7 separate regions of the Mus musculus genome follow, and all the other regions are linked to region 1. A link is a contact called in public Hi-C, HiChIP or PLAC-seq and promoter capture Hi-C data. All regions are on one chromosome and are shown on one strand. The core of a region is the stretch at or near the end of the contact, and the rest is flanking DNA. Distances in the headings are between cores, read along the strand shown. Region 1 holds the start of Cabcoco1 (ciliary associated calcium binding coiled-coil 1). Region 2 holds the start of Cdk1 (cyclin-dependent kinase 1). Region 3 holds the start of 4930423B08Rik (a long non-coding RNA gene). Region 4 has its middle 4.8 kb from the start of Gm40685. Region 5 holds the start of Rhobtb1 (Rho-related BTB domain containing 1). Region 6 has its middle 27 kb from the start of A930033H14Rik. Region 7 holds the start of Rtkn2 (rhotekin 2).

Region 1 (4,332 bases), core at 1,056-3,555:
CACAGTTCAGATACTAGCAAGCAGAGCTCATGAAATGTCCCCCACAAAAATCTCTTTTCCTGCTTCTGTACCCCCTGCCCTGTGCTCAGGGTATCTCAGTGTAGACTGCAGTTTCTGGTGACCGCCTTGTCTGGCATATGGCAGGCTGCCTGTGATATCGATGTGCTAACACAATTGCTTGAGAACCTACTATGTGAAGAGGACAACCATTTTTATTCTCGATGTTGCCCATCACCAATACATGGGGAACCGCAGTGATTGAAGCCTGTGCTTTACTTCTGATAGCGTTGGCCAGAAAAGAAATAGCTCATTCTTGCATGCCTCAGATGACTAGATGGCCTTCTGGCTGAGTCAAGTTAGATACGGAATTTACCAGAAAAGAAACCCCAAAGTGGATCACTATTAAGGGGGCCTTTCTCCTCAGCAGCACTGGCGCTGCCCTACAAGGGTCTTTTGCCATTTTTTCCTGCCAACCACAAAGTTCCAAGAGCCCAATTGGGCAGTCCCAATGGTGGACCATCTTGCTGTGTTCTAGAAGGCCTCAGTTTTATAGGTCTGGGAAATGGAGAACATACCGCCGAATATTAACTGTCATTATTGGTTAAGGGATACTGCTAAGTAAGCCCATGGAACAACTGGATTTCTTCAGTTTCTTACCCATAAAAAGATTGAGCTAATAAAAATTGAAATATATATTTATGTATGTGTACATGTTATGGATTTTAGCTCAGTCTTTTTATTAAACTATCTTCCTCCCTCCCTCCCTCCCTCCTTTCCTCCCCCCGCCTCTCTCTCTCTCTCACTGATTCATTAAGCCTCAAATCACTAAATGTTCTTAGAAAGGGCATAACATTCACTGGTGAGTTAGTGTACAAGCACACGGAAACATACAGTCATAGAAGATTTTGTATATGTTTAAACGACACAGAATTTAATTGGAAAGTTTTCTATGCTGGTTTAAAAATTATGTTAACTTACATTAGCGATCACAAGGGAGGAATGAGCTTAGGATCCAGTTTATCATGTTAAAATGTGCATTTAATGTATGCTAATTTTATTTAGAAAGGCTCATGGGAGACCCTGCAGGCTTAGCGGTCTGCCTGCAGTACTGGGGGACTTGGAGGGGGTGGAGTGGGACTGGCTTGCTTGCTCCCTTGTTGAAGAGGAAGGCATGAAATTACTGGCTTTGTGCTTCCTGACTGCTGAGTCTGCAGCGAAATACTTATCTTCTTCACAAAGACTGTTGTTGTTTGGACTAATATGGAAGCTGAACAAAGCTGTGTTAATTAACACTTCATTATTCACTCCTCAGAGTCTTTAAAAAAAAAAAGGAAGGGAAAAAATAACCTCATGGAAACTGTACTTGATAGACTCAGTGAGGAGATTTAAACAGTAAAAAAAAAAAAAAGATGGCTTAGCTGATGCACTTGCGGTTAAATTCTTAGCAAGGAGTGCAGCACCTTCTGCCAAAACTGAACACCTGACCTTCATCACTAGGACGCATATGGACAACCATCAAGTGGTCCTCTGACTTCCACACTGAGCACTGGGACTGGGACTTTCATCCACCCACCCACAAATAAGTGAAAATGCAATAGTAATAACCCTTTAAGCATTAAGTCTAGGGTCACGATGAGTTAATGCTCCACACACATTGATAGCTGGTGCTAGGAGGGGGTGGTAGATGACCTTGTGTTACCCAAGAGGTCCCTGGAGTACCAGGGACAAATTCACTATGAGCCATGAGGCCAGGGGCAGAGAACAGACTCTCAGCTCAGGGTGTTTGGTCTTGTCTCCTGGGACAGGGACAGGTGACAACAGAAACTAACCATGACTCACTCAGAAAGCAGCAATCTTTAACACCCTTTGAACAGTTGTTGATCTTCCCAGTCAATCAATGGCACTTGCAAAAAGGGACGGGTCCCCTTTAAGATCAGAGATTACTTTTTGTTTTTCCAGTTAAAGATTTGCATATCTGTGAGGCTGCGTGAGCCTGGAACTTTCCAGAGTAAGCTCACAGGGTCTGTGTGAGCTTCAGGGGTCCTGGAGACCTCTGCCCCAAGGATCAGCTTGCAAGCCTTTACCGCTTGAGTCCCAGGCAGCTCTGACCTTGACCTTGAGTGACCTTGGTGTTAGCCAAGGACCCGGTACTGGACTTCCCGGAAAGGGACACATACCTCAGAGTCAGAAGTGCTGCCTACTGGCGACACCCCAGGGGTGGTCAACGCCCAGGAGGTCAATCCTGTGGACGACCCTGACACGTTTTCTTTAGAGGAAGCAGCCTTCATCGCCAAGGCAACCGTGGTGGGAGGCAGTGACGCCTAACCGAAGCTCAGGCCCCGCCCACTCACGGGAGCCCGTGAGGCCACCTGCTGCTCGAATTACAGTGGAAACTGAGAAATTTACTTCAGAAGCAATTCTGGAGTTGACACAGAAAGCTAACTCTAAAAGGGAGACGATAAGCGATTTGGGGGCTCTGGCTCTTAATGGTTGATCTTAAGCAATTTTTATAACGTTTAAAAGTCTGATCCGTGGCATTGTGGTCTTCAGTAGGAAAAACTGACTCTAATTTTAGAGGTGTATATTTAGCTAGTGATGGAAGGGGCAATCTGCAACTTACTTCAAAATACCGAGAGAGGCAAATGGACTTGTGAATTAAAATTGCGGAAGAGGTGGGGTTAGAACACTGTCTCCTCTAGCAACTGTTTGAAATTTCCATAATACAAAGACTCTAAACAAGGAGGTATTAGATTGGGAGTATGAAGAGCCTCCCTCCACCCACTCCACCTTGGTAGCCCAGGCTGAAGAGGATCTTGAATTGCTGACCTCCTACCTCCAGCTCCCAAGAGCTTACAATCAAGGGCACCATACCCAATTTATGCAAGCACACACTGAACCCAGTGTCACCCGAGTCCTGGGTAAACACCTTAACCACTGAGCTACAAGCCCGATCCTACATATTTGGATATTTTTTGGTTATTCAATGCTTCCTTTGGCTGCGGGATGCACCATACATTTACCTGCTTGGAGGCTGCTACCCACGCAAGACGCTTACTGTCAAATCCATACACTACGGGGTCGGTTCCTCCACGCATACAACAAAATCCCAACCCCTAACGGCTTCAAAGCTTTCCAAAGAGATCAAACCGATTATTGTATTAGAAATGTTCAGGGGATCTTGTCACCTCCTAGTGTTCACAGTGCTGGTGTCTGTGTTAAACTTTCCTGGCTGGATACATGCTGTGCAAAGCCACCAGCTTACCAAATCAGAATGCTTCTCTCCAGTTGCCTTTCAGAGAAAATTTAACATGTTCTTGTACGTAGCTTTATAACCATGTCTGTCCCTCAAGTGTTTTCGTAGTTTAAACAACCCAAATCCTGGTATAGCCCACCTCTATTCAAGAGTCATCTGTAGCTTAATTCACAGACATTCCATCTCTTCAAGCAGGTTGTAATGTCGCTTTTCCTTGGAATTTTTACTCTTCGAGGGACTGACTGAGTTCTCAGTACAAAGTATTAACTCAACAACATGGCTATGACTTTTAACCCCACTTTAAAAGGATTTTAGAATGTGTTCAATTAGTGAAAATACAGTCAATTCATAGTTATTGCCAGACTTACTATGAGCCACCAACTTCCAAACTCATTAAAGTGTTTAATATTTTTCTCTCTCTTTTTTTTTTCCTTTTGATCTTTACTCCAAAGAAATGGAATGCAGCTAGCCACCTTCTGTGAAGTTGAATGGCTCACATTCCTGCAATTTAGTGCTTGCTAAACTGCAAACACATTTATTTCTCCTAAGAGTAGTTTGTGGTTTCCTCCGACCGTGGGACGGATTTAGCTGGCCTTTAGTTCTTTTGCCCTCTCTTTGGCAATTTTACAGCTTTATTTCTAACTGTGGACCCCAGAAGTAGATGGAACACTGCCCTAAAGATGGAGTCATTGACATGAGTGGTACCTCAGGAAACATGAAATTCCAAATGTTACCTTAATACATCCAATATTATAATTTATAGAGAAGTGAGTTTGGAGGAGGTCATTTAATTTTATATGGCAGATTGTTCACTCCAACCTCACCCCACCTCCTGATATAGAATGGTGTTGAAAACCCATCAGCCTGAAGCTTTCTTTGACTTGCAGGACTTTGGGCTGATGTTAGCTTCCCACTTTTGGGGGGAGACAGGCCAGTGAGGAAGACATCACACTGGCAGGCTCAGCTAAGGCTTCCTGACCAGGCCTCTCTTGCACTTATAGGCTTCTAAGTGAAGCCTGCAGCTTACCAGGTTGTTTTAGTACTGGAAAGGCAAGGGGAGCATCAACCTTGGAGTTTAT
Region 2 (4,332 bases), core at 794-3,293, 810 kb after region 1:
TTCCAGGACAGCCAGGGCTACACAGAGAAACCCTGTCTCGGGGGAAATAAACAAAAAACAAAAATCATTCAATTGAATGCTTCCCAAAAGCAGCCACAGACAATCCCACTCAAGGTACTCAAAGAGAAAGAAATGTCCATAAGCACCTTAGAAGAAAGAATGGAAGGTGTTGTGCTGTGCTGGCTAGCTTTAGGCCAGGTCACATTGTCACAAGCTGAAGTCATCTTGAGAGGAGAGAACCTCAGTTAAGAAAATGCTCCCATAGGATGGGGCTGGAGGCAAGTCTTTAGGTCAGTTTCTTAATTAGAGATTGATGGGGGCGGGCTCAGCCCGTTGTGGGTGGGGTCATCCGTGGGCATATAGGGTCCTGTGTTCTTAAAGCAGGCTGAGCAAGCTATGTGAAAGAAGGCAGGAAGCAGCCCCCTCCATGGCCTCCTGCCTCCAGGTTCCTGTCCAGACTTCCTCTGAGGCCGAACTGTGACGTGGAAGTACAAGACAACTAAACCCTTTCCTTCCCAAGTTCCTTTGCTTTGGTCATGGTGTTTCATCCCAACAACGCTAAGACAGTGTGTTTGCTAATCATGCTTTGAAAAATATCACGAACAAGGGAGAAACAATTTCTTGGCTCACAAAGAATGGTAGGAAAAAGGTGTGCCTTCTCCTTGAAAGCCCTCTGCCACGGGTGACAAGATCCTTATGAATGAGCATCAAGGAATGGCTGACCTCTCGTGAGCTGTTCCTTACAGATCTCTTTCCACAGTAAAATCAACTCCATGGGGTGTGGGGGCACAGCCAGGAATCCCAGCTCTTGGCACTGCACAAGGAGGCAGCGGCTCAACAGATAAAAATTCAGAAGGAAAATGTAAACCCGTCCAAGGGTCCTGCCAGGCATCCCACTGAACCCTGGGGATTCTCAGACACATAAGATTGACTCTCAACTATGGAGATTATGTTTAGGAAATTTCAACGCATCCCCCCCCAACCCCCTTTCTTCAATACAGAGACTTAATATAACTATAGAGCATTAAACGTTTCAACCACCTCTGCACAGACAGCAAAGAGTTAACATGTCTTGAAAGCTGGGCTTATTTCCTTCCAACATTTTCCAGTCTCCCGGGCCTGCTGTTAAAAGCTGCCCAGTGTATCCAAGTTGGGGGCAGGCGATGGTGGCCCGCACATCAGAACCTTCATCGGTATTTATGTTTTAAGACGATCAAGGACGCGAAGGCATCCGCGGTTCTCCCTCTCTCTCCTTCTTTGCCTGGGTACAGTCTGTGGCCTTAGCACAGGCAACTAAAAATAAACGATCCTACACTTTCTTGGTTCTGCACCTTGGTAGGAATAAGCTTTTTAAACGACCACGGGTCTGTTTCTCCGGCAGTACCGACTTAAGGCCTCCGAAGGCAGCTGGCCTGGTGCAGCCCAGCTCCACACTGGCAGCCAACAGGGCCTGGGACATAACTTGGCACCCCGCCCACACCCGGGCCCACTCCAGCGAGGCCCATCCAGTCTGCAGGAACCTGGAGCTCGCGTAGGGGCCTGCACGTCCGCAGGACCCGGGGCTCAAGTGAGCCTTGCCCTTCCATAAGGGACCGCTGGATCGGGTGAGCCCTGCCCCCCCCCCCCATAGGGATCCCAGGCTCCGGTGAGCCCTGCTCCTCCATAGTGTCCCCAGGCTCAGGTAGGCCATGCTCCTGCATAGGGGACCCTGGCCTCAGATGAGGACATGCTCATCCATAGGGTACCCCAGACCCCGGGCTCAGGGAGGCCATGCCCGACCATAAGGGATCCCGGACTTAGGTGAGGCCCTACCCGTCCACAGGAGACCAAGATCTCACGTGGAGGCCCTACCCGTCCACAAGGGATCCCCAGGCTCACATGGATGTCCTGCCCTTCCCCGGGGGAACCCCCAGATCCCGTGGAGCCCCCGCAGGCCCAGCCTGCACCCAGTCCGACTCACGCCATACCTCTCTGTCCCGGCTGGGGCCACACCGCAGTTCCGGACTGCGCGGACGCAGCAACTCCAGGAGCTTAGAGGCCGAGTGCCAGCAGTTTCAAACTCGCCGCGGTAAAGCTCCCGGGATCCGCCAATCCGATTGCACGTAGACGTTCAAAGGAGCCAATCAGAGCTGAGCTACGCTTGGGCGGGGCTGCCTGGGAGCGCAGAGCGCGAAAGGGAGCGGAAACCGCGGCCAGAGGAATTGCAGGAGGGCGGGCGCCAACTGACTCTTGAGCTCTGTTTTCCTTCCAATATCGTCCTGTTGTTTCTGGACAGTCTAATCTATTCTCTTTTTTCTCCAGCTACCTTTCTGTGTGTAATTTCCCTCCAAGACTAACACAATTCAAATGCATTGAATTTAGATAGCCAGCCACCAAAGTGACAGTACCACTACATCAAGAGCTTGTTATTAGCTGGGCGTGGTAGCACACACCTTTAGTCTCAGCTTTCGGGAGGCAAAGGCAGGGCAAATTTCTGAGTTCGAGGCCAGCCTGGTCTACAGAGTGAGTTCCAGGACAGCCAGGGCTACACATACAGAGAAACCCTGTCTCGAAAAACCAAAAAAAAAAAAAAAAAAAAAAAAGAGTTTCTTACTTTTATTTTGTTTTGTTTTGAGACAAGGTTTCTGGGTGTAATTTTGACTGACCTAGAACTTGCTCTGTAGACCAGGCTGGCCTTGAACTCACAGAGATCCTCCTGCCTCTGCCTCCAGAGTACTGGGGTTAAAGGCGTGTGCTGCCACCACCACCTGGCTATTGCTAACATTTAAAATTACTTTATGATTATGCCTTTCAAAATTCTATATTAAGCTGGGATAATATAAATAATATATAATATTAATATATAATATATTAGTTTACATATGTATGTGTGTATATATATGTGTGTGTGTGTGTATATATGTGTGTGTATATATATATATACATATATATATATATATATATCTGAGGATTGTGGCACACACCTTTAATATATGTATATATATAATATTAAGTTTCACTATGGAATTTTCAGACAATATTGGTCTGTGTTAATTCTTCTCATCCCTTCTCCCAGTAACCCTAGTCCCCGCACCTCGTAACTGCACGCCCCCAAGCCCATAGCCCTCTGTGTCCTATCACCATGTCCATGACTCTAATCCCCCCCCCCACTCGGGCAGCCTTTCCTTTCTAGTTGGAACCTTATATACACACTAACATATGAACATTACATGCTAGGATCCGCCTATGAGAAAGAACATGAAGTGTCTGTCTCTCTATGTCTGTGTCAGGTAACTTGATGTATTTTCCAGCTCTCCCGTGTTCCTGCAGATTATGTTTTTTTCAATGAGTTTTTAGCAGCCAGCAGAAGGATCACATTTAAAGTACCTTAAGAAGACAAGAGGATAGGAACCAATGAAACACTGAAAGACACCCTCAAAACTGAAAAGAAAAAATGCCAGCCTGTTTCTGTGATTATACACTTATGTATTCATTATGTATACAATGATAACACACTAAATGTTTTGACATATCTCCACATAAGAATGTTAAATATTGGGCTGAAGAGATGGCTCAGAGGTTAAGAGCACTGTCTGCTCTTCCTAGAGGTCCTGAGTTCAATTCCCAGCAACCACATGATGGCTTATAACCATCTATAATGAGATCTGCTGCCCTCTTCTTGTGTGCAGGCATACATGTGTGTAGAATACTGTATACCAAATAGATAAATCTTTTTTTTAAATGTTAAATATTCCTTAGAAATCAAACCTTCACAAATCTATGAACAAACAAAATGTCATCTGTTTTATCGGCTCTAAGTCAACACCAAAAGCTCTATCTTGCCACCACCCTCAGACCACATCCTTCAAAGAGGCTGTGCTCCACTTTGAAAAGATTCTCAACTCCTCAAGAAAATGAAGCAGTGTGGTGTGGGACCAGAGAGATGGCTCAGCCATTAAGAGCATTTGCGCACAATCATGAAGATGGGAGTTCAGATCCCTCCACCAACAAAACAAACCCAGCATCCTTGTAAATGCCTGTAACCCCAGCTCTGAGGGAGTCCACTCTGTCTTCTCATCTCCATAGGTTTGCATAGGTACTCGAATGCACACAACACACACACACATGTGCACACACACAGACATACACACATAATTAAAATAAACCCTTTTTAATAAAAAAAAAAGTGAAGCAGCATGACAGAGCTGAGGATAATGAGGGGCAGTCTAGGATGGCAGCTGTCTTTGCCTGGACTTCATAGGAGGAGGAAGGCACATCATATCCTCTTAGACAAGACTAATACAGGCTAGAAGACCTGCATCAGAATGAAGAATAAACTAGCTTATCGCATGG
Region 3 (4,332 bases), core at 1,191-3,690, 790 kb after region 1:
GGAGTTTGGGAAGGTAAACACATTGTGCCTAGAACTTCTGATCTAGGAGAGGGTCAAAGAATAAATACTCCCATGCTCACCTCTACTCTAAGTGTGGTTTTGCTTAACTTTATATCTCTAGTTTCTGATAGATGCTACTCACCAATTACAAGTTGGATGGATGGATGCATGCATGGATGGATAGGATAGGTGGGTGGGTGGATGCATGGTTGCATGGATGGATAGAAGGATGGGTGGGTAGGTGGGTGGATGGATGGGTGGGTGGGGGGTGGGTAGGTGTATGGATGAGTGGGTAGATGGATAGATGGATGGATGAATGAGTGGATGTATGAATGGATGAGTGAGTAGATGGATGGTTACGTGGGTAGATGGATAGATGGATGGATGAGTGGGTAGATGGATGGATGGTGGAGTATATTGGTATATAGATGTGTGAATAGACAGATGAATAGGTGAGGGAGTGGACAGGTAGGCGAACAAGGATATACAAACCATCACACAGGTAGATGAAGAACTAAATAATGAACTTCAGAGTATGGTAGATGCCAAAATTTATTATAGTTTAGGTAATAAAAATAGTTTTGAAAGATGATGTATAAATACACTTGGTATAAGTACAAAGTCATCTTGGTGTGCTCCTGAGAAGGACACTGCAGCCCTGTCACGGACCAGAGCTCCACACAATGGAAGGCTATAAACAGCAGGCGGCATCACATGAGGGTTTTGCAATAGAAGGTTCACAGGACACAACTGTCTCCATCACTCAGGGTTAAGCTGTTTGGAAATGGAAACAGTCATGCCCTGTGTATTACTTTATCCAAAAGATGCCAGGCTCCCTGCATGGGCCCAGACCATCTATTGGCCTCTGTTTGAGGCAGGTTGCCAGGATCCTTTCTGCCAAGGAATTGCTGCAGTCTTTCCAAATAGGGAGTGAGCCAGTTCAGCAGATGTATTCTTGTTTGTAAAACTCTCCGAATTTCCCCTGATCAAGTGGGAAGGCCTATGCACACTGGCTCTGAGGACAGTGGGGGGACACTCAGTCATAGGCCTAGACTGCATTCAAGGGTCTGGTTCCAAAAAGGCCACCTTCAGTGGTCCCTCCAGGGGAAACCTGGAGGTCACCTGGGACCCTCTAAGACATTGGAGCTCAGTCTTCCTAACGCTGAGACCCTTTGATACAGTCCTCATGTCTTGGTAACCCCCTAACATTAAATTATTTCATTGCTATTTCATAACTGTAATGTTGCTACTGTTGCGAATCATAATGTACATATCTGAGATGCAGGATATCTGATATATCAACCCTTGAGGTGAGAAACTGACTCTCCATAGAAACAATAAGCCCCCAGGCCAGGCACCATGTTACTGTTAGGTTTACTGTCTTGGGTAAAATGGCATAGTAACCAGATGTCGTGAAAAAGGGAGCAAACCAATTCTCAATAGCAGGCAAACTGAGGCTTGGAAAGTCATTTCCCCCGTGAACCAAAAAAGCATCCAAAGGCCTCTCCACGGCCAGCCTGCAGCCAGCCCTCTTCTCCGGCTTCCTGCTAACAAGCAGGGTTACCTGTTATATTCTGGCAACAGAACCTTTGTGTATGGGTGGTCCTGTTCCCCCAATTGGTTCTTGGTCTCTCAGTAAAGACGCCATGGGCCAATCACTGGGCAGGAGAGATAGGCAGGACTTCCAGGTCCCGAGAGGCAAGGAGAGACCAGAGTTCCTGGTGCTTCTGATGAAGAAAAGGTGACCAGCCCCGTGAGATCTTGGGTGGAGCAGCCGTATGTGACCACTCCCACAGGCAGGGAAGTCGGAAGTGATTAAGTAGGATGTAACTGAGCTACTAAATCTGAGGGCAGGTGGAGAAGTGCGGAGATAAGAATATTGATGAGGGCAAGCTTTTCCTGGCGGGAGATAGTATCGCCCAGCAATTGTATCAAAAGGCAGATTGAAATTGAACAACTGTGTGTCTGTGTCTTTTATCTGTGGATTCCTGGGAAGCTGGGTGGGGGCTGGTAGCGCTGCCCATTCCCGGATCCTGGGCAGGGTAGCAAAAGCTACTTGCAACACCTTTGACTGGAACTGAAGGTGAGACACTCAGACAGACCTGGCCACCACGTGTTTAAGCTGTCTTCTCCTCTCTGAGCTTCGCGTGTTATTGTCTTCAGATCGTTTGTTTGAAAACAGAGCTCATGTTGGCTTGGAATTCATTATGCTCCTGCCTTGCTAGTCATACAGGCCTGTGCCACCTCACCGAGATTTCAGTTACCTTCTGGATAGAGCCTGGACCAGTTGCGGAAGCCACAAGCATCGCCAGCCATCTTGGTCCCTGGATGACTATCTGTATTCAGTCACTAAGCTGTCTTTTTATGGCCCAGTGCTATGACTACAGAAAAAAAAAAAAAAAAAAAAGGAAGACACGCCCATTGTGAGGTATTTCCCATCATGCCTTGCAGCAATTAGCCAACCCTCAACAAGGTGTATCAGGCCGTCGTGGAGGGTCCGCTCACCTGCCTCAAATGTTATCATCATAAATCATGAGCAATTCTCTTCTCAGTCATCAGATCCAAACAGACCTCACTGGCTTTGGAAAGCTGGCCCGGTAAGCCTGTCGCAGGGCATTATGTGTGGCTCAGCAAAGATGCAGGACAGGATTGGTAAACTCTGAGCGCTCCACGACACTCAACATGTGTGTTCATTCATAAGACAGATACATTTACACTGTGCTGCCAATAATCCTAGCATGATTTAAACATAACCCTAATAAGAGAGGGATTAAATCTATACATAAAAGTTAATGAAAACGTGACATTTCTCCTTATAACATTTAGATTGTCTTTCATACCCCTTGCGGGATGCTATTCATTTAAGCCCTGGAGCCTCAGCTTTCTGGGGTGGAAACCTTGTTTGTGGAGACATGACTGGTTTCAAGGAATAATGGAAACCTCTTGGGTAGCTTACACTCAGGCAACACCTTTCGCTGAGCTATCTCCAGGTCCTGTCCAGGTTGCAAGTGTGGACTGTGTGTTATCTGACAGTGCAGACTCCAAGTCTGTTGCCAGGGTAACCAGACGACGAAAGCTGTGGGGTGGAATAAAATGTTTTATTTATCTTGTTTTCTGTTAAAGCTAGCAGAACAGCCCCAAGGGGTGTGCTGGGTCACCAATGGTGACTATTTAAGGATGAATGGATGGCTGGATATATAAAGTCATTGTTAGCCCACAGGAAAACCACAGCTAAGATGTCATTCTTAGGCAGGTGTGGCCACTCAAACCAGTAATCCCCGGACTCTTACGGAGCTGAAGCAGAAAGATCATAATTTCAAGCCTAGCCTGGGTTATGGAATGAAAGCCTTAAAAACAATAATAAAATCCACAAAATAATTCCCTTCCCCAAACTCTCCATCACAGATGAGACTACTACAGCTCCCCTCAAAGGAACACGCAAGAGAGCAAAACTAGCCGCAAGTGCGAGAAATTGCTGTTATTAAGTAGTGCATGATTATTCGAGTACAATGAAGAGACGTGACATCATTCCTCACAAAGCGTCTACTCTACTCTTAAAAAAATAAAACAGAAAGCCAGGCTGGAGACTTACACCTATCATCTCAGCATTGCAATTATATTTTGAGTGCTGGGCCTTCCTGGACTTCAGCATGAGATCCCGTTTCAAAAATTTCAAATACAAGGGTTGGAGAGACAGCTTAGCAGTTAAGAGCAGAGCACAGGCTGCTCTTGAAGAGGACCTGAGTTCAAGTCCCAGCATCCAGTGGCTCACAAAGACCTATAACTCGGGGCTGGCGAGATGGCTCAGTGGTTAAGAGCACTGACTGCTCTTCCGAAGGTCCCAAGTTCAAATCCCAGCAACCACATGGTGGCTCACAACCATCCATAACGAAATCTGATGCCCTCTTCTGGAGTATCTGAGGACAGCTACAGTGTACTTAAACCTATCATCTTAAAAGACCTATAACTCCAGCCCCCCAGAGGGGCCACACCCTCTCCTGGCCTTCAGCCACGCCCTCTCCTGGCCTTCAGAATATTGTGCTCACATTCACATACCCACACAGAGATACCCGCACATAATTAAAACACAAACATTTCTTAAAATATAAATACATAGTGCGCATATATAATTAAGAATAAAACATTTACATACTTAGCAGAGGAAATTAAAAATTGGTTAAATTAAATTACATCAGCATACCCCATTGCTGCCACCAATGAACTCAGAGCTACAGGCACCTATGGCCATCTACCAAACTCTCACTTTTCTAATATATATATCGTTTTGTGTTTTATTGGGACACTTACATTTATTATATAGTAGTCATCGAA
Region 4 (4,332 bases), core at 461-2,960, 760 kb after region 1:
TAGCTGCCTGAAAGCCAGTATTCTCCTAGCAACCTGCAGATGAAGATGTAGAATAGAACTCTCAGCTCCTCCTGTACCATGCCTGCCTGGATGATAATAAACTGAACCTCTGAACCTGTAAGCCAGCCCCAAGTAAATGTTGTTTTTATAAGCATTACCTCGGTCATAGTGTCTGGTCACAGCTGTAAAATCCTAACTAAGACAGAAAGTGGCTGAGTTAGGATTAGAAATCAAGTCTGTCTAAAAACTAAAACTCACTCTCAAGCTTTGTGTTAGAGAGAGCAGACCCAGGGAGACTCTCTAACTCAAAGGATTAGTATCAAGGTGGGGCCCTGAACTAACTTAGGGACTTGTCCCCACCACCACCACCACGTGCCCCCTGCATTGACTTCCAAGGATCCCAAGATCCATATAAAATATAGACTTCCCCTCCCCCACCCCCAGGCTAGACAGAGCCAGCTCAGGGCTTCTGAGTTCAAGGCTAGTTTCTTTGGCTTGTGTCACACAATTTCAGGTATTTCTGAGTGCAATCTACCCTGGTGCCCTTCTCCTTACTGATAAGCACTCCTCTTGTCAACTGGAATCCTTTGCCTACATGCCTTCCCTCTCACCTCCAAAGCCTCTTATCGCTGTACGCAGAGGCTCTGCGTTAGGTTTCAGGGTCCTTTTAACAGAGGGTGCATCGAATTACCACCCTGACGGCTGGCTAAAGTTTAACCCGGGATGGGATTCTGGAGTCATCCAAAGTTCACTGCATCTGCAGTTACCAGGAGATGAGCCTTAAGTCAGGCCCACATGGGCTTGGCAGATTTGGAGAGTTCCCACACGCCAGTTGGTGTTGGATATTTCTTTACTCACCCATTTTGAAGGCTGTTTGAAAGAGGTTAACTACAGAAAACCTCCTGCCTTGCCCTCCAGTGTCTGGGTTGTAAATGCAAAAATTAGAATAGCGGAAGGGACCTTCATCCTGGAACCCGCCACTCACTTGGGTTATCAATTTGAGCCTGTAGGACACAGAACAGGCTGGGGGCTCAGAGATCAGGATCAGAGGCAGAGAGATCAAAGCCGTCCATCACGGTGACCGAGGGTGGGAGAAAGTTACTCAGGCTCCTCCTCCCGGATACAATCCTGAGCCTGTAAATCTGGTTGCTCACAGCTTTTCGGCCTGGGACACAGAAACAAATAGGGAAACGTAGACAAGATGTGTGCTCATGATATCCGAATAAGCAGTTTAAGCCGAAGGTCCGATCGTGCTATTATACCCTCCAGCCACGAGGCGGCGCCACAGAGCCCGCAGGCACCAGTAGTAAAAAGAAAATGTGAGCTAAGTGGGGCCTGGCTTCTCTGTTTTGGGTGCAGTTTGGTACACCGAGTTCAGAAAGAGGCCTCACAGCAATGCAGCATGGAGCCCAGCTTCAGAGACCTGTATCTTCCCTGGATAAAATGTAGTAGAGTTCGTTTGATACCACCTCTTACAGAGCATCTCTCCTGGGCTGAGTCAGTTTCCTTCACCCAAAGACACTTGGATTTGGCTTTGTATAACGGTCCCAGGCTCCAGGCACAATGAGCAAGAGAGAAGCTGGTCTCATTTCCACCCAAAACCACGCTGTGTGAATTATGAGGTCATCAAAGCATGTAGCATAGAGTGAGATAACCCAGGCTCCCAGTTGAGATGGATAAGCAGCTCGACTAGGTCTGTGGGATGTTAGTCAGGGGCGTTCGAACCCTGCCTTACTAGGGGCAGAAAGAAGGTCCAGTCACGGCCCCAGGCATCACACTATCCCTGTCCCTAGGGACTACTGGGAAGTAAGCTATGAAAGCCAGACCGTGATGACTTTGAGTCTTCCAAAAAATGGTCACTAAAGGTCACAGCCTCTGTCCTCGTTTCTGATCGTTTCTGAGGAAGCAAGATGTCACTCCCTCTAAACCTTTCAAAATTAGAGTCACCCAAGGAATGTTGAAAACTACAGATTCCCCAAGTCAGAATCATTGACGAGAAGGGGCGGCCCAGGAGTCTGTGGTATTTTCTTTTTAAGAAAAACTGTTTACACAAGTAATCTACCTGCAGGAAAGTCCCTCCTTAAGTAATCCTGAAGGTCCTTCTCCCTGCAAGCCCCTTGGCTAGCTGAGATCACTGTCCCCTGAGAAGCCACACTCAAGGACTCCCTTGGTGTCTGTGGAGTCCTTGTCGCCCCCTGCTGGTATGAGAGCAGATCTGCCAGAGTCGCCTTGCCTTCTTGGGAATCACAAGAGGGAAAGCTTTTTCCAGGGTTGTCTGCACTCTCTGATGTTCATTCCAGTGTTCTCGGTGCACTGCAGCTTTGATGCCACTGGCTTGCATGCCTGAGCGCTTCTGTTTATTTACTGAGGAGTCTGCCCTGGTTTGGGCATCACACGGGGCTAGGGAGTGCGGGATACTGGGTCCCCCTGCTATGTTTCCTTGGAAAGCAAGACATTCCATAACCGAGCAGTGGTAGCACACACCTTTATTCCCAGCATTTGGAAGGCAGAGGCAGGTGGATTTCTGAGTTTGAGGCCAGCCTGGTCTACAGAGTGAGTTCCAGGACAGCCAGGGCTACACAGAGAAACCCTGTCTGGGAAAAAAACAAAAACAAAAGAAACAACAACAACAAAAAGATGTTCCAAGATGAGTTTCGAGAGGAACCCATAGCAAATGGAGACACTCTTCCACACATTCCCAGAAGACCATCAGCTCCCAACACTGGGGAGTAACACTCCACAGACTATTGGTCAAGTCTGCTCTGGTCAGCTCCCAACTCTGGAAATACTCACTGTGGGTCAGAAATGGAATCTGTTTAGGCCTTGAAGCCTCTGCAATGAGTGCCTCTCCCCAGGGACTTTATTTACTCAAAAACATGTGGGGTGTCCTGGAAAGGAGGTGGGTTTTGCAATAAAATACACAAGTCCAATCCCCAGTCCAAGGCAACATTTAAAAGTTACTTAAAATATTGAAATTTTTGTGTGTGTAACTTTTTCTAGTTTCTCAATTGCATAGTTCTTCTTTTTTTAAATTTTTTTATTATATGTAAGTACACGGAAGCTGTCTTCAGACACACCAGAAGAAGGCATCAGATCTCATTACAGATGGTTGTGAGCCACCATGTGGTTGCTGGGATTGGAACTCAGGACCTTCGGAAGAGCAATCAGTGCTCTTAACCACTGAGCCATCTCTCCAGCCCCCAACTCCATAGTTCTTGAGTGTGAACTTTGTAACCAAAAGTGTCCTGGTGTGGAAGCAAAAGGTTGGCTATGCCTGTGTGTCTACTGAGCCTGAGAAAGAGCATCTAGTGACCTTCCAGCTGGCCAGATGGAGTGAAAACTTACATGATAGGGTGCCTGTCACCATCATGAATACCAGAGGGTGTTTTTGATTCAGATAAGGCAAGAGAAGTGTATGTAGTGCCCTCTCTGGTGGAGGATAGAGTTAATATTTATGGTATACTCGGAACTCACCACCCAAGCATTCATTTCAATGATCTGCTTGGCACCCGTGAAGGGTAGTGCTTCTCACATGCCCACATTTGGAACCTACTAAAACCTACATTTTGGAAGGCCGGGATGGAGAGGAAGACAACTTCCAGGACCGGATAGTGAAGATACTGCAGGTTGATCATCCTGACTTTAAATATCAAAGAGTATGGGACTAGAAAACCAACCTTCTTCTGAGCAAGGGTCAGGGAATAAATACGCAGAGGATCCAGTGTTGAGCCTGACTCCAGCTACAGATCTGGTCCTGCAAGCCTTGCTACTTCTGACAAGGCATCCCTCAGCCTAGCCAGAAGGGTTGGTTAGGAGCCATTTCTACACTGACAGTCTATACACATCTTAAGCACAGATGAGGCGCATCGCCCCTAGGCTGAAGACAAAGCTGAACAAGTGGAACCAAACCCTTCCAAGCCTTCTATCTTGTCCAAGATCAATAACGGCTCTTTGAGATTCAGCCATGCAGACAGACACCACGAAAAATCCTCATCTCTTTCCACCATGTCCCATAGCTTTCCAAATGTTACTGGCTGGAAACAGATGGGCCAGCAATGGATGGTCCATTACCCGGAAGTTTCTACTATGCCCCTCCCCGCCCCCATCTCCTAATTCCTCACTTCCCCAAAGCGTGTTCTGAGGAGCAGAAAGCTTGCCTCAAGTCCTGGCTCTCAGGCCTCGAGCAGACCTGCTGAGTCAGTCAGCTGAGGTCTGTGATTTATGTGCTGTTGGGGGTCAGAGAAGTTTGAGCCTAAGCCACTTAGTTTATATATTTGTCTCATGGTTTCCACTCAGTTCCCATTTCAGGTCAGCATGACCGGAGGAGTGAGT
Region 5 (4,332 bases), core at 699-3,198, 670 kb after region 1:
TCTTAGTTACTGTTCTATTCCTCGGTGCCCCAAGGTAGTTTGAAAAGAACTGACTTGCCGAGAAGTAGCTAGTTAGCAACAACGGGGTTAATTAACTTTCCCTAATATATTCCTGGAGAGAGTATCTATTGATTGAGTCTTTCAACATGGTGTCCTTTTAAAGCAGGCTGAGGGGAGTCTACCCCTTGCCAAGCAAATGACCATATTCAGTCACGATCCACCTTGAACTCCTCAGACACGGGAATTTGACTTCTTCCTTCCTTCTCTTGCTAGCATCAAAAGGTTATGGCCTTGATGACCCCATCTCCAACCACAACAGTACATTAAGGATTGCTTAAATACCGCAGGTTGCCTGCACAACATTTTCTTATTTAAAAACATTTCGTTTGCTTAGCCTGTTGGTGGTACAAACCTGCAAGGCCGAGGTTGCAGGAGTTCAAGGCCAGCCTTGGCAACATAGCGAGAGTTGGAGACCAGCTATGGGAGGATCTAAGGGAGGGGCAGGAAATTGCCAAAGAGACTGGAAACCAGAGATCCTGGGGAGGAAGAGAAGTCCATCTAAGAAAACCAAATGTGGTTTCCTGAAAAGGAGGGACGGAGGCGTTACTGTGAGAGAGGGTTTTGTTTGCTATTCATTTTTTTAAGGGAAGTTGAAGGATAGCCCTAAGTAACCGTCCTCACAGTAAAATACGGCTATCTATCTTTCCCACCCTTTCGAGATGCTGGCAAGGCCTTAGCTAAGAACTGATGGAGGCCAAGGATGTAGCGTGGCCATTTTTTGTGTGCTCCATGTCAGCCTTTAGAAGGGTTTTATAAACGTAGCACATCCCTAGTTGAAGGCATTCACATCCTAATCCGCCAGCTGTCTCGTCTCGTTGCAGGACTAGAGTGAGCGGATTACACAGCCCAGTCTAACAGGCAGTTGAGAAGGCGGACTGAAAGTTCCCTGCGGACAGGAGCCAAGTTAGTTGCAGTTCCCTGTCACCTCCTTAGAGCATCGCGTGATGCCAGACACCCCTAGGCACCTAGGCAGTTCTTCTGCGGATCCGTGAAAAGTAACCAGAACTCTGCCCCCAGAACTCACAATCGGCTTGAAAGTCCACAGTGTCCCCGAAACTGGTTTTCCCTTCCAAGATTTCCTGCAGACCCAGAAGAGGCCGAAATCAGTTTCAGCTCCCCCCCCCCGCCCCCCAGCCTCTCTAAAACAGCTGATTTCGGGGTGGGAGGTGGGGGTGGGGAGGACCGGGTGGGGGGAAAAGCTGGGCGTCCCCCCCCCCCGCCCCCTGCCGGGACCCCTTGAGCCCGGTGCAGGGGAAGGTGACCAGGAGGGGGAGAGCCAGCCCGCACGTGCAGCGCCCAGGGGAGGAGGCTGGGCCAGCGCAGCGCTTAGTCAGCAGCTGGGCTCGGTTTTGAAACAAAAGCCAATGTCCTCCCTCGGAGTCCGCGGCCGGTCAGTTCCTAGGGGGAAGAAAGCTATGCTGCCCAGCCGGTTAGTGGCCCAACTTACTTTTCCTGAGCCCAGGACTGAGGGCCAGCGGATGTTCGGGAGTGGGTGGGATGCTGCGGGGAGGGGGCGCGGGGACAGCTCGCACACACCCTGCCCTGCTCTGATCTCCGCTTGGCTTAAGGCCGGGTCCCCGGGGTAGCGGGACGCACGCTGATCCCGGCCCTGGAGCCCAGGCCCCTCCGGTGTGCGTGCAGCCGCAGCACCTTCGCCACCTCGCGTCCCACAGCTCAGACACACCAGGCCCTGGTTTCATGAATGAAATCCAATCGTGTGGTTATAAATAGCCGCCAAGGCTGCTCACGTCACGGTGGAGAGAGAGAGAGCGATCGGAGGCCGCCACCGCTTTGCTCGCTCCGTGCCCGGGCGCAGGGTTCCGCCCGGTGCCCCGCCTGGCCAGGAAAGGGGGCGGGAGGAGGGCAGGGCTGGCGGCGACAGCGACCTGGGGACGAGTCCCGTGGCCTGCGCCGGGACGCGGACGCGGCCGGGTGCGGCTGGGCCATGCTGCCTTTGTGCCACGCCGGGCGGGTGGCGCGCGGTGCGCAGGGTCCCGGCGTCCCCGCGAGCGCGCGCGGCGGGGGCCGCTGCTGAGCGGCGGAGGGAGCCAGGTCTCGCTCGGCTGCAGGGTAGGTGGCTGTGTCGTGCTGAGTGTCCCAGTGAGCAGCGGAGCACCCTCACCAGCTCCCGATTGCCTCGCGGGTGGCAGGTGGGGACCCCGGCCCATGTTCCCACCCTCCCCCAGCAACGTTTGCGAGAGTGAGCTGAAGGGATGCGGGGGGACAGTCCCCTCCCAGAGGAGTGAGCTGAAGAGATGTGGAAGAGCACCCGCCCCGGCCGCACCCCTAACTTGTAGCGGCAGACAACACGTACAACAGGCACCTTAGCAGTCCGGTTGCACCAGGGCCGGGTGCTGCCGCGCCCCCGGGGAAAGGCGCCTTTTCCTCGAAGGACTCTGGTGGGGAACTTGGGACGCGAGAAGCAGGGTGCTCTGAGCCCTTGGGTGTTTGCCCTGCCCCAAGCAGTGTCTTTGGATGCACGATGACGCCCCTCTCCCTCCCCTCCCCCCTAGCCCTGTGTCTAGGGAGTCTGTTGTGAGTTGCTGTGCCAACAATACACGCTGCCTTGTGAGGGGCTTGCACACACCTCAACTTAAGTGTTCAGCTAGGTTCACAGCCAGGGGGTAGGGGGAGAGACACAGAAGAGATCCACACTCACACCCACCCCCAAAAAAGTGGAAGGAAGGCAAGACTGTGTAAAAAATGTATATATAACATTTGATTCCACTGTTGGCCGTGGGGTTTCCATCCCATATCAAACTACTCAACGGAGGAGCAAAGTCAATATTTAGACTCAGACAAGCCAGAAAAGTTAGGAGGGAGAGCCAAGCACAGGGTTCTGAGTTGGCTTTGCACGTCAGCACAAGAGCTGCGCCTTTGGGACTGCCTGTACACATATGCTGGGGCATTGGGGGTGGAGGCATGCATTAAGCTTGATAAGTTACAGAAAGCTGGGAAACGCTAGATAGTAGCAAGCAGAGGAGACATCCTGACTGAATCTCCCTGGTCTGTGCTTTTGGGGAAACTACTGAATACTCAGCCTGGGGTTTCAGCATGAGGTTCTCTGTAGGTTGTGCTACCTGCCATAAAAACATACAAGAGACTCCAAACCATGCCATGCTTCCAGAGGCATTCAGCTTGGCCAAGGGCAGATAATAAGCCACCAACAGGCTCATAAGTTCACTTTTAAACACTCTTTTGAGACTCAGTGTATTATTTCATCTTCAGTGATCTTTGGGACGCCTATGAGAACCAGTGGTTCCCATTAGACAAACTCAATCTTTGGACTGTCAGTAACATCTGAGTGTTGTCCCCACAGGGGAAGCAAGCAGTCAATTATCATATTAAACAAGATTCTTGATGAGACTCCTGGATCATATTTGAAAATCAATGGGGGTCTGGGTTTGATCCATTCCTTCCCATGGTGGGAGGCTTTAGCCCATCTCTATCAACAGTCTCTATGTTCCAAAGTTGTGAAGGTCACGGGCATCCCAAGGTACAGGGTTATGTATGCTCACAAGGATGCACACAAGTAGCCTGGTTGATGTTACCGACTTATTACTTCTACAGAAAAAGAAAATAATTAATAATAATAATAATAACAGAAGAAACCAGAATTCATTGTGTTGGGGTTAAGATGGTGTTTTAAAATGACAATTTTTTTTAAGAAAATCTCCCACTCCCTTGTCTATTTGAGAAAACCAGTGAGTTTTCACTGTGCTTACCATCCATTTGTGGCTAAGTGCTTTTTCTGTATCATCCCCAAATGCTCAGAAATATACTTCTTCGAATGCTATAAAATGCTAACATAGCTATTTCAGGAGATACTTGACCCAAAGAAATACCAGTGTACACAGAGCATAAACCAAAGTTAGTCAGACTCTGCCCATCCTCGCCTGTGGAGAAAGATACAAAGTATGTTAGAGAAAAAAAAAGAGTTCCTGTGGGCTGGTGGCAGGCAGAGGGATTTTAACAGTATTTCTCTCTATTCTCTAGGTAAGACCAGCTGTGCGCAGGAACTCCTGTTCTTCACTTCCCGGGAGCGAGGTCAGTAGCTCTGCGCATGCCCACAAGCACAGATGAGTATTGTAGCCTCTGATGCTGAGATATGTTCTAGAGCAGGTTTCTTAGTCGTTTTGTCTCGAAAGAATCGGGTTTTGCTGTTTTATATGGTTTGAATCCATTGTTTGTTGAAATCAGTCTATTTTCTCTTCAAAGAAAAGAACCTTAAAATGAATCTTGTGTGCCCCGTCTCTCCTTCCTGTGGGTCAT
Region 6 (4,332 bases), core at 865-3,364, 640 kb after region 1:
GCCTATGATGATGAATTGTGATTTGGAAGTCAAATGAGCCCTGTCCTCCCGGAGTGTTTTATCACAGTAGTAATAATCCTCCCTAAGTCAGTCATGCTGTTCATCATCTATAAACCTGGGATAATAATACTCACCAAAAGGACTACTAATAGATAACAAAGAATCAATCATTCTGGATCCTAGCAGTACAAAAAAAAAAAAAAAAGCAATTGTATTTTTTTTTAGAGATTTATTTATTTATTTATTTACTTACTTTACATGAGTACACTGTAGCTCTCTTCAGACACACCAGAAAAGGGCATCAGGTCCCATTACAGATGGTTGTGAGACACCATAAGGTTGTTGGAAATTGAACTCAGGACCTCTGGAAGAGCAGTCAGTGCTCTTAACCACTGAGCCATCTCTCCAGTCCCACAATTGTATTTATTCTCAGAATTCTTGAAGCCGAGTAGATTATAGACGTAAAACAAGTTGTTTCAACAATACTTACTGGATCCCATGAAATGTACAGGAGTAAAATGTGATGCCCTTGGCTTAAGTTGAAAATAATGTAGGTCCAAGTGCATTTAAAGATAAGGAGATGGCTCAGTAAAATGCTTACCAAGTTCAGCTCCCAATACCTATGCAAAATCCAGGCATGACTACGGTGCCTGTTTTTCCTAGCGCTGAAGAGATGGGGCTTCATGGCCAGACAGCCTAGCCTAGAGCACCGAACTTCAAGTGCAGTGAGAAACCCTGTCTCAAAAAACAAGGTGGAGAGCCATGGCAGAAGACACCCCATAATAATCCAGGGCCTCCATCAGCACACATGCATGCGAACACACTTGAATCTCACGGCTTCCCAACGGTCTTAGTTTGGGTTTTATTGCGGTTAAGAGACATATGATCAAGGCAGCCCTTACAAAGGCAAATATTTAACTGGGGCTGGCTTATGGTTTTAGAGGTTCAGCCCATTATCATCACTGTGGAAGCATGGCAGCATCCAGGTAGACATGGTGCTGGGGGAGCCGGGAGTTCTACATCTCTATCTGATCAGCAGGCAGCCCTGGATTCTTTTGTAGGCAGCCAGGAGTAGGGTCTCTTCTGCACTGAGTGGAGCATGAAGGCTAGGAGACCTCAAAGCCCACCTACACAGTGATGTACTTCCACCAGCCAGGCCACACCTCCTCATAGTGCCACTTCCCATGGGCCAAGCATATTCAAACCACCACACCCACTCGGTACTGTGCAGCATAGTGCTTGACTGCCATTACCCACTACTGACTGGCCTCCACACTGCCGATGCCTGCCATTACGAAAGAGCATTGAATGTTGTGTTGTGAAAAACACAAAGGTTCAAAAAAAGTGTGGTTTCTGTTGAATCCGTTTATTACTTTCAAATCAACTTAAAGACCAAAGATCCAGGCTTCCTAAATGGTACCTTCTTTCTCCTGTATGCTCGGGTTCTCCTACATGCTTGGCACCCTTGACATGGTGTTTGCTGAGCAACGACAAGCTCAGCAAATGCTTAATGGATGGGCGATAGATGTACTGAAACAAGCCTGCTTTTCCTGAAGTCATGAAATTATCCCCCAAACAGGGAAGTTTGAGTTCTGTGAGTCATTTAAACTCTCCGCTAAGGCCAAGATTTGGGGGAGGGGGGGCTGGAGAAGCAGCTTAGCCTGAAGAGCACCTTTTGATCCCTCAGAAAGCCCCGTGGTTTCTGTTTCCAGCACCCACATGGTGGGTCACAAACCATGACTCCAGTTCCAGGGGATCCAGTGCCCTCTTCTGTCCTCTGGGACACCAGGCATAGAAGTGCTGTATAGAGACAAAATACTCATACACATAGAAGTTTTAATTATTATTAAGAAATCTAGGAAGAAAAGAGCAGATAGTATCCCTAGTTTTCCAAGTGTTTAAAAAAAAAAAAAAAAAAACACCATGAGTTAATGTTTTCCCTATGCGTGAAATTAGTGACGCTCCTTGCCCAGAAATAAGTATCAATTTGGCAACTGGTGAAATGTTTGCATATTTTCCTCGGAACGAACTGACTTCATAAAAAGGGAAGGAGCCGGAGTTTCTGGTTTCTGGGGCCCTGGAAGCTAAGAGCTGAACGTATAAACAGTGAGTAACACATTAGTCATAGTCCGCAGCTGCTCCCTGGCAGGACAAGAAATAACAGGCTCAAAATACTGCGGAGAACCAGGCTTGACAAAAAAAAAAAAAAAAAAAAAAAAAAAAAAAAAAAAGGCATTTCTCTCAAAGAGTGAGTCTCAGTCAGATGGCCCGGGAAAGCGCGTGTCTGGAGGGATTGTGGGATTGTTTTCTGTGTCATTCGTATAGATAATCCACGAACCTGTTTTGATGAGTTTTTAGTTGTCTTCTTTCATAAAAGCTGACGGGATAGAATGATTTTCGGTCTTGATTTTTTTTTTTTTTTTTTTCTAGAAACTTGACTCATTTCACACATGTCCCCTAGAGGGCAGCAGTGGCCCAAAACACAGGCCAGGATCTAACCCTTTGGCGCCAGTCTGTCCACTGCTTAGGTCCTGCAACTGCTTCCTTCAAGTTGTCAGTGGTGTGATCATTTCTATCCCGTTGTGTCTATCTAGAAAACCCACTAAACCTGAGAAAACAAAATAAGAGTTCATTTCACAACGTTTGGGATGGAATTATATGAGGTTTACATTTTGTCTTTCTATATATGACCTGTACACACATAGCCTAGGCCGGTGCTTCTCAACCTGTGGGTCTCCCACCCTCTCACTGAGGTTGCCTAGGACCATCAGAAACCCCAGATATTTATGGTACATTCCACAGCAGCAACAAAATTACAGTTACAAAGTAGCAATGAAAATAATTTCATGGTTGGAGGTCACCACAAAATGAGGCACTGTATTGAAGGGTCACGCAGCATTCGAAGGCTGAGAGCCACTGGTTCAGGTGACCCTGTGCCTGTGGGCGTGTAGAGAATATAGATGCTTGAAAGCAAGAAGTCAAAGCTTCTGCCCTTTATGGAGAAATCAAAACTATTCCAGGCATTGCCAAGTCTCTATCCATGCTTGTTCTCACTCTGAGGTTACTACGTATGGAAGAATTGGTTTGATGGTAGATTTAGTAAGGAATAGGACAAAGAAATAAGGGTAGGTGGCTTAGTCTAGAAAGGGTAGCAGACTGACTTGATATACGGAGGATGGCTATTCGATTTGGAGATTGTAAGTGGCAACGTTAATTTTAAAATGTTCCTTTTACGATGTAAAGCATGGCAATCTGGGGAGACACAGCTCCGAACAGCATCCAATTCTGGTAGTGCACAGGGCTTCCTGTTGTGGTGGTGGCAAACCAGCACAGGGTGCATCCCAGAAAGATGAAGGCGAGAACCTGAGTGTACAATTTTCAGATGCTGAGGTCTTAACACTGTTCTTTAAATATTTCGTTTCTGCTCAGAGACATTTTTATTCAAAGGACACAACTTTTACAAGGTGGCAGGTTTTTTGTTTGTTTGTTTGTTGTTTGTTTGTTTGTTTGTTTGCAAGGGTACCTCAAGAGCTTCCCATGATCCTTGTGAATTTATCTTCCGGGATCTCTCTGGCTGTGTTTAAGTTGTTTGCTGAACGGACTTTATTCTTTTTCCTGCTGTGAAATTAAGGGCAAGAAGGAAACCACACATATGCTACAAAAGGGTTGCGTGATGTCAGATCTGAACTGGTCTTGACAGATGTGGGCTGAGAAGGGTGGGTTTGTACACAAAATTCAGGGCAGTGAAAACCATCTCTCCACACATCCCTGAGTGGATTTGAGGATGTTCCTATCATAGCTTTTCCTCAAATCCAGTGCTGTGTCCTGTCTCCACAAGATAGATTGTCTGTGCATCTTGTGGCTGGAGATTACATGTCTGACAAGTGACGTGGGAACATTCAGATACTGCATACCAAGTTGCAATCCATGTCACAGTCAGAACTTTATGTATATGCTAGGAAATGTTCGCAGCTGCAACACCCTGGCTGGTAAGTGTTTGTGGTGGCCTAGTGCTATGTTGAGAATGATACCGCCCAGCCCCTTGGAACAGGTGCCTCTTTTAGTGGCTCTAACTCTGAGGAGTCAAAGAAACGGAATCCCAGTGTGGACAGTGTGATATTTGTGATATTTACGGGAAGGGGACAAACTGTAACAAGTGGAGCTGTGGATTATTGTTTACCCTTGTTTTTGGTGTTGTTTCATTCTATTTTGCTTTGACACAAGGTCTTAGTCTATAGCCCAGAGTAGTCTGGAAATTCCTATGGACTTGAGCTCCGGGCAGTCTCCCTTACCACAGAGCTGGAGTCTAGATATGAATCATCACCCCAGAAA
Region 7 (4,332 bases), core at 1,034-3,533, 560 kb before region 1:
GTTTGACAGTGTCTCTTGAAACCACAGGAGCCTCACCTCACTTTGTAGGCAAGAATAATTTGTAACTTTTGGTTGTATTGGCCCTACCTCTGGAGCACTTAGATTATTGGCATGTATTGCCACGCCCAGTTGAAGCCAAGCTGGGAGATGAACTCAGGACCTTGTGCAGGCAAGCATCCTGCCACGTGGGGCGCATCCTCAGCTACCACTCTTTAAGCTTCTGGCGTGTTGATGGCTGGTTCTATTTTTATATGCATTGCAGACATCAAAGAGAACTATGTTTGCTGAAACTAGCAGTAACAAAAAAGAAAAAAAAAAAGCTTGAGGATAAATAAGGAAACAGAAATCCTATTCTGAGGTACTTTAATCACCAGCTGGCTTAAGCACTTCCGGGACACATCCCCTGATGACTTAGAAAGAGATAGGCCCACATCATTTCTTCTACAAAGAGAAAGGTCTTTCATAGCAACTATCTATAGTCTATAGGTAAGAACCCACACACATCCTCTTCTAGATTTCTTCCTAGGATTATTAAACCTGCGATACTCAGCCACCAGTATTTCCACATTGGTGATCAATTTGAAACTGGTGTATCATTTTGGTTTTCTCTCTCAGGGTGTTTTAATCTGAGTTTGAATACAGTGTATATTATGTGGTAAACGCTGCATGTCTGAAGATCATCTCTCTGTGTCTATTTCGTCTGTGTGTGTGTGTGTGTGTGTGTGTGTGTGTGTGTGTGTGCATGTTTTTGTTTGTGAGTCAGGTGTAATGCCCAGTTCCTGCAGCTCATGTTTGTAGTGCATAATTGCACCACAAAGCAGCAGCACAAGAGACTTGTGCGCTAGGTCAAAGGGCACTTCATGAGAATGGAATTCAGACCTGGGTTTGGAGGCACCTGTGTGAGTTGAGTGTTGGTAATTTTGAGTTTCTTGTGCTTTTACAACGGTGGGTCATTACAGACTGCAAAAGTAAGAGGAAAAGCACTCCTAACTGGATAGCAGCTTCTAGAATCACCTAGTCCAGAGCCTCTCAACCAGGCACTTATCCATTTGAGAGGAAGGAATATATACATATACATATATATATACACACACACACACATATATGTATGTATACACACATATATAAACATACATGTATATATCATATATATTTATATGCATATAAACATATGTATATATTTATACGTATATGCATATATATTTATACATATATGCGTATATATACATACACACAAATTTTCCCTCCCCCCCTCTGTATTCAGTGTAGGGGGGCGGTATGCCCATGTCCTGGCGCATATGTAGATATTACTTTTGGGAGCTGGTTCTCTCCTTCCACCACTTGGATCCTGGGGATTGGAACTTAGGCGGGGAGGTTTGGCATTAGGTGGGCACCATTCCTTGCTGAGCCATCTCACTGGCACACTCAGTTTCTTTTTAAGAAGTCCATCTTTCAACTGACTGCTTTAACAAGGAGGTCTGTAAGTAAGATGACCATATCATTGAAAGTCCACTTTGGAACAAGTGAGATGTCCCCAAAATAAACAGGGTCATTCTGTTTATAAAAGGAGCCTTGCCCAGGCCTTTAATGAGGGTGGTGTAGGAGAGTTGATTTGGTAGAGTCTTCCCTCAGGAGGAAAATGTCCAAAGCCCTACACATTTCCGGTACAAGATATGTCAAGGGGTAATTTTAAACACTTTACAAGGGTGTGTACATCCTCTAATTAAAAGTCTAAGCTGGATAGTTCAGTGGTGGACCAGTTGCTCACTGTGCTTAAGGCCTCGAGTTCAGCATTTCAGCATCTCCCCTTCCTCTTTCTTAATAAAAGCCTGTGCTAATAACGACCAGGCTTCTGGATAGTGTTGTCTGCTGTCACTTTAGAAGCGAACAAACCCGGGGACAGAAGTACTCGCAAAATGTGTCTGTCTGCCCAGCCTTCAAGAGCATGATCTTTGAGTGCAGCCATGTTTGAGAGACAGATAATGGATCCTTATATCCCTGATTGGTCTGTCGGGTCCGGTCAGTTCATGCCTTTAAACAACTTCGGGCGGGATGCAAGAAGAAGGCGCACTTTAAACCTGACAAGAAAACCACCTGCCAAAGATTTCTATGGCGAGCCTTCTCTAAGGCTCCACCCCGCCCACCAGTTGAGGCCCCGCCCACTAGCCGACAAAACCCAGGCGGGTTCAGGCCCCGCCTGCCACAGACCCCACCCACCCGGACTTGCTCTTCGTATTTAGGCCCCGCCTACCACACAACAGGCCCCGCCCACTCCCCGCCCTCGCTTAAGCCCTGCGGTAGCAGAGGGTCTGTTCAGAGTCTCGGGTCTCCGTGCTGTTTTAAAGACAGAGAGGCTCCTAGTACGCTTGCGCGGCGTCGTGGGCCGGGTTCCCCTGCAGACCAGACTTGGTACGGCCGAGCGGTTGGTGCAATCTGCAGCTGCAGCCCTGGGGCGCGCTTTTCAAATCGGCCGTGCCTTGCACCGAGATGGAGGGGCAGCTGCTGAGGGGTCTCGCCGCGCAGCAGGTGAGCGAGGCAGGGGACTGGAGAGCTGCAGCCTGGGCCGAGACCGAGAGCCGGGCGAGCTCCGCGGCTTGCACGCCTGAAGGGTGCACCGAAGGAGGAGAGCGAGGCCGGGGGCAACAGGAGGACGCCGGGGCCCATCCCACCTGCCGGTCTTCCAAGGCTTGCAGGGGAGGTGATGCTCCGGGAGTCGGTGCTCGAGTTGCTCCCCGGCCCGCGCAGCTGGGCGTGTAATGCAAGGTGCTGCTTGTAGCCGTGTGAGCCAGCATCAAACTGTGGGGCGCCGCGGGGTGAACGCTCAAATGGCATGTTCTTAGCTTTCCAGGAAGGTGTAAGTTTAAACATGGATACATGCACAAATACTAGGAAAAAAGGAGGACGAATCCAGTGTTTGTTTGTTTTTTAGCTATCTAAAATATGTTCAAAATCTTTTACACTTAGTGTAGTCGAGAATATTTCTTGGGAACCCCAGTCAAGTGTTAAAAGTATTCTTCCTGTTCATTATTTTAGTATTTTAATGAAAAGAAACCCCTTATATCCTTGTAGCGACATCTTCATTTTAATTTTAATTTTCACCTCTTACCGGCTCCTGAAGTATAGTAGTTCGAACCATATACTCTTGCCAGATTTGTGGGTCGAGGCGAATACTGCAGGATCATAGAATTTCTTTAGTAGATGCAGTATTGTTAGGAAGTCCTCTGTAATTCTCTGGAATGTTGAGCCAGGCTTTGTTTGAGTTATTGTGCAAACCATATTAGTAGTCACAAGACGTGTTTGCTACAAACATACACAAAACTTTCAACTTTCTTGTGAAATATTTCTTATTTTTGTTATGTATTCTAGGTATCCTATTTGCCTTTGTCAAAGGGTAGCCTTGAACTCCTAAAACTCCTCTTGCCTCCACTTTCCTACTATGGACTTTATAGGGCTGCCACACCGAGCCTGACTTAAGATGGAGTGGAGCTGGGTTCTAACCCAGTGCCTTGTGCATTCTAGACAAGCCCTCAATCAGCAGAGCCACACCCCACGCCTATGTTGATGGTTAACACAGCCTCTATTTCTACTGAACTAAATGGAGATCTGTTAAGTTTCTTTTTTTGTTGTTGTTGTTTTGTTGTTTTGTTTGTTTTCGAGACAGGGTTTCTCTGTGTAGCCCTGGTTGTCCTGGAACTCACTCTGTAGACCAGGCTGGCCTCGAACTCAGAAATCCGCCTGCCTCTGCCTCCCGAGTGCTGGGACCAAAAGTGTGCGCCACCATCACCCAGTATCTGTTGAGTTTCTTATGGGGATTGTGTGAGTGCTGGTGTGGCCATCCAAGTGTGCTATTAGTGCGACAGTGACATTCAAGAATGCTACAGAAGAGAAAAGAGGATAACAGAGCTGAGTGTATGGAAGGGAAATATGTGTGTGTGTGTATGTGTGTGTACATATATATGTATATATGTGTGAGTGTGTATGAATGATGCATATAATTTCAATATATATAGCAAATATATTAAGGCTTATTTATGTAAATATGACAAGATAGTAATTTCTAATCCTAATATCAAAACATAGAATTGGCTTTTGTTTGGGTCTTGAAGATAAGCAACAAAATGTTAATGGGTTTCAACTTCACAGGAATACTGAGTCAGGAGGAGGATTTTATACTTGACTAACAAACACTGTGTTCTTAGTTTATGTGTCCCCCGCCCCCAATTGAAATCTGTGATCTAACAGGGTGAGGTCAGAGGTTTAGTTGTTAGCCCTCGGCTTCAACCTCAGTGGTGTCTCGACTCCTCACGCGCTGCATATTGGTTCTGGAGTGAG

Evidence for each region. Promoter capture Hi-C pulls out the DNA fragments that hold promoters and counts their contacts. Hi-C and Micro-C count contacts between places; a contact is called where the count stands out from the background. HiChIP or PLAC-seq counts read pairs in DNA pulled down with a chosen protein or histone mark.
Region 2: a contact with region 1 is called in an H3K4me3 HiChIP or PLAC-seq map of craniofacial prominence, with 5 times the contacts expected there. The contact joins the promoter of Cdk1 here to the promoter of Cabcoco1 in region 1. A contact is called at or near these places in 8 of 39 promoter capture datasets (the 3T3-L1 cell line, the C10 cell line, cranial neural crest and 3 more), 3 of 115 datasets of contacts at active chromatin or transcription factors (craniofacial prominence, large pre-B cells and stem cell-derived neural progenitor cells) and 1 of 9 other capture datasets (adipose tissue).
Region 3: a Hi-C map of liver shows a contact between it and region 1, with 1.9 times the contacts expected there. The contact joins the promoter of 4930423B08Rik here to the promoter of Cabcoco1 in region 1. A contact is called at or near these places in 10 of 39 promoter capture datasets (the 3T3-L1 cell line, 3T3-L1-derived adipocytes, the C10 cell line and 6 more), 2 of 484 Hi-C or Micro-C datasets (cortical neurons and liver), 1 of 115 datasets of contacts at active chromatin or transcription factors (large pre-B cells) and 1 of 9 other capture datasets (embryonic stem cells).
Region 4: a promoter capture Hi-C map of liver shows a contact between it and region 1, with 2.7 times the contacts expected there. The contact joins the enhancer-like site here to the promoter of Cabcoco1 in region 1. A contact is called at or near these places in 11 of 39 promoter capture datasets (the 3T3-L1 cell line, 3T3-L1-derived adipocytes, the C10 cell line and 6 more), 1 of 484 Hi-C or Micro-C datasets (cortical neurons) and 1 of 9 other capture datasets (embryonic stem cells).
Region 5: a promoter capture Hi-C map of pre-B cells shows a contact between it and region 1, with 4 times the contacts expected there. The contact joins the promoter of Rhobtb1 here to the promoter of Cabcoco1 in region 1. A contact is called at or near these places in 7 of 39 promoter capture datasets (the 3T3-L1 cell line, 3T3-L1-derived adipocytes, the C10 cell line and 3 more), 1 of 484 Hi-C or Micro-C datasets (B cells), 2 of 115 datasets of contacts at active chromatin or transcription factors (astrocytes and embryonic midbrain) and 1 of 9 other capture datasets (adipose tissue).
Region 6: a contact with region 1 is called in an H3K27ac HiChIP or PLAC-seq map of embryonic fibroblasts, with 5 times the contacts expected there. The contact joins the enhancer-like site here to the promoter of Cabcoco1 in region 1. A contact is called at or near these places in 4 of 39 promoter capture datasets (the 3T3-L1 cell line, the C10 cell line, hippocampal neurons and 1 more) and 2 of 115 datasets of contacts at active chromatin or transcription factors (embryonic fibroblasts and embryonic stem cells).
Region 7: an H3K27ac HiChIP or PLAC-seq map of embryonic stem cells shows a contact between it and region 1, with 8 times the contacts expected there. The contact joins the promoter of Rtkn2 here to the promoter of Cabcoco1 in region 1. A contact is called at or near these places in 1 of 39 promoter capture datasets (pre-B cells) and 3 of 115 datasets of contacts at active chromatin or transcription factors (astrocytes, embryonic stem cells and pancreatic cancer cells).

Annotation. Positions count from the first base shown.
Region 1 is chr10:68,539,570-68,543,901 of GRCm38.p6, forward strand. It overlaps Cabcoco1 (ciliary associated calcium binding coiled-coil 1), which reads right to left and starts at 2,306. Exons shown (of 8, transcript NM_028491.1): 1 at 2,178-2,306. The coding sequence starts at 2,288.
Region 2 is chr10:69,350,869-69,355,200 of GRCm38.p6, forward strand. Cdk1 (cyclin-dependent kinase 1) reads right to left here and starts at 2,044. Exons shown (of 8, transcript NM_007659.4): 1 at 1,968-2,044.
Region 3 is chr10:69,325,821-69,330,152 of GRCm38.p6, forward strand. It overlaps 4930423B08Rik (a long non-coding RNA gene), which reads right to left and starts at 2,441. Exons shown (of 2, transcript XR_380547.3): 1 at 2,265-2,441; 2 at 535-774.
Region 4 is chr10:69,305,126-69,309,457 of GRCm38.p6, forward strand. No RefSeq gene overlaps it. Among named protein-coding and RNA genes, the nearest start is that of Gm40685, 4.8 kb to the right of the region's middle. Within about 2 kb of position 1,711, at least 45 of the 459 cell types and tissues checked have an H3K27ac peak or open chromatin away from gene starts, as enhancers often do. A contact at or near this core is called in 3T3-L1-derived adipocytes and liver, where this site is marked.
Region 5 is chr10:69,211,246-69,215,577 of GRCm38.p6, forward strand. Rhobtb1 (Rho-related BTB domain containing 1) reads left to right here and starts at 1,949. Exons shown (of 11, transcript NM_001252637.1): 1 at 1,949-2,130; 2 at 4,057-4,107. A930033H14Rik (RIKEN cDNA A930033H14 gene) reads right to left here and starts at 1,853. Exons shown (of 2, transcript NM_001331193.1): 1 at 1,508-1,853; 2 at 1-1,139. The coding sequence starts at 1,760. The coding sequence ends at 1,081.
Region 6 is chr10:69,183,952-69,188,283 of GRCm38.p6, forward strand. It overlaps a transcript of Rhobtb1 not described here. Among named protein-coding and RNA genes, the nearest start is that of A930033H14Rik, 27 kb to the right of the region's middle. Within about 2 kb of position 2,115, at least 194 of the 459 cell types and tissues checked have an H3K27ac peak or open chromatin away from gene starts, as enhancers often do. A contact at or near this core is called in embryonic fibroblasts and liver, where this site is marked.
Region 7 is chr10:67,977,287-67,981,618 of GRCm38.p6, forward strand. It overlaps Rtkn2 (rhotekin 2), which reads left to right and starts at 2,284. Exons shown (of 12, transcript NM_001359319.1): 1 at 2,284-2,526. The coding sequence starts at 2,488.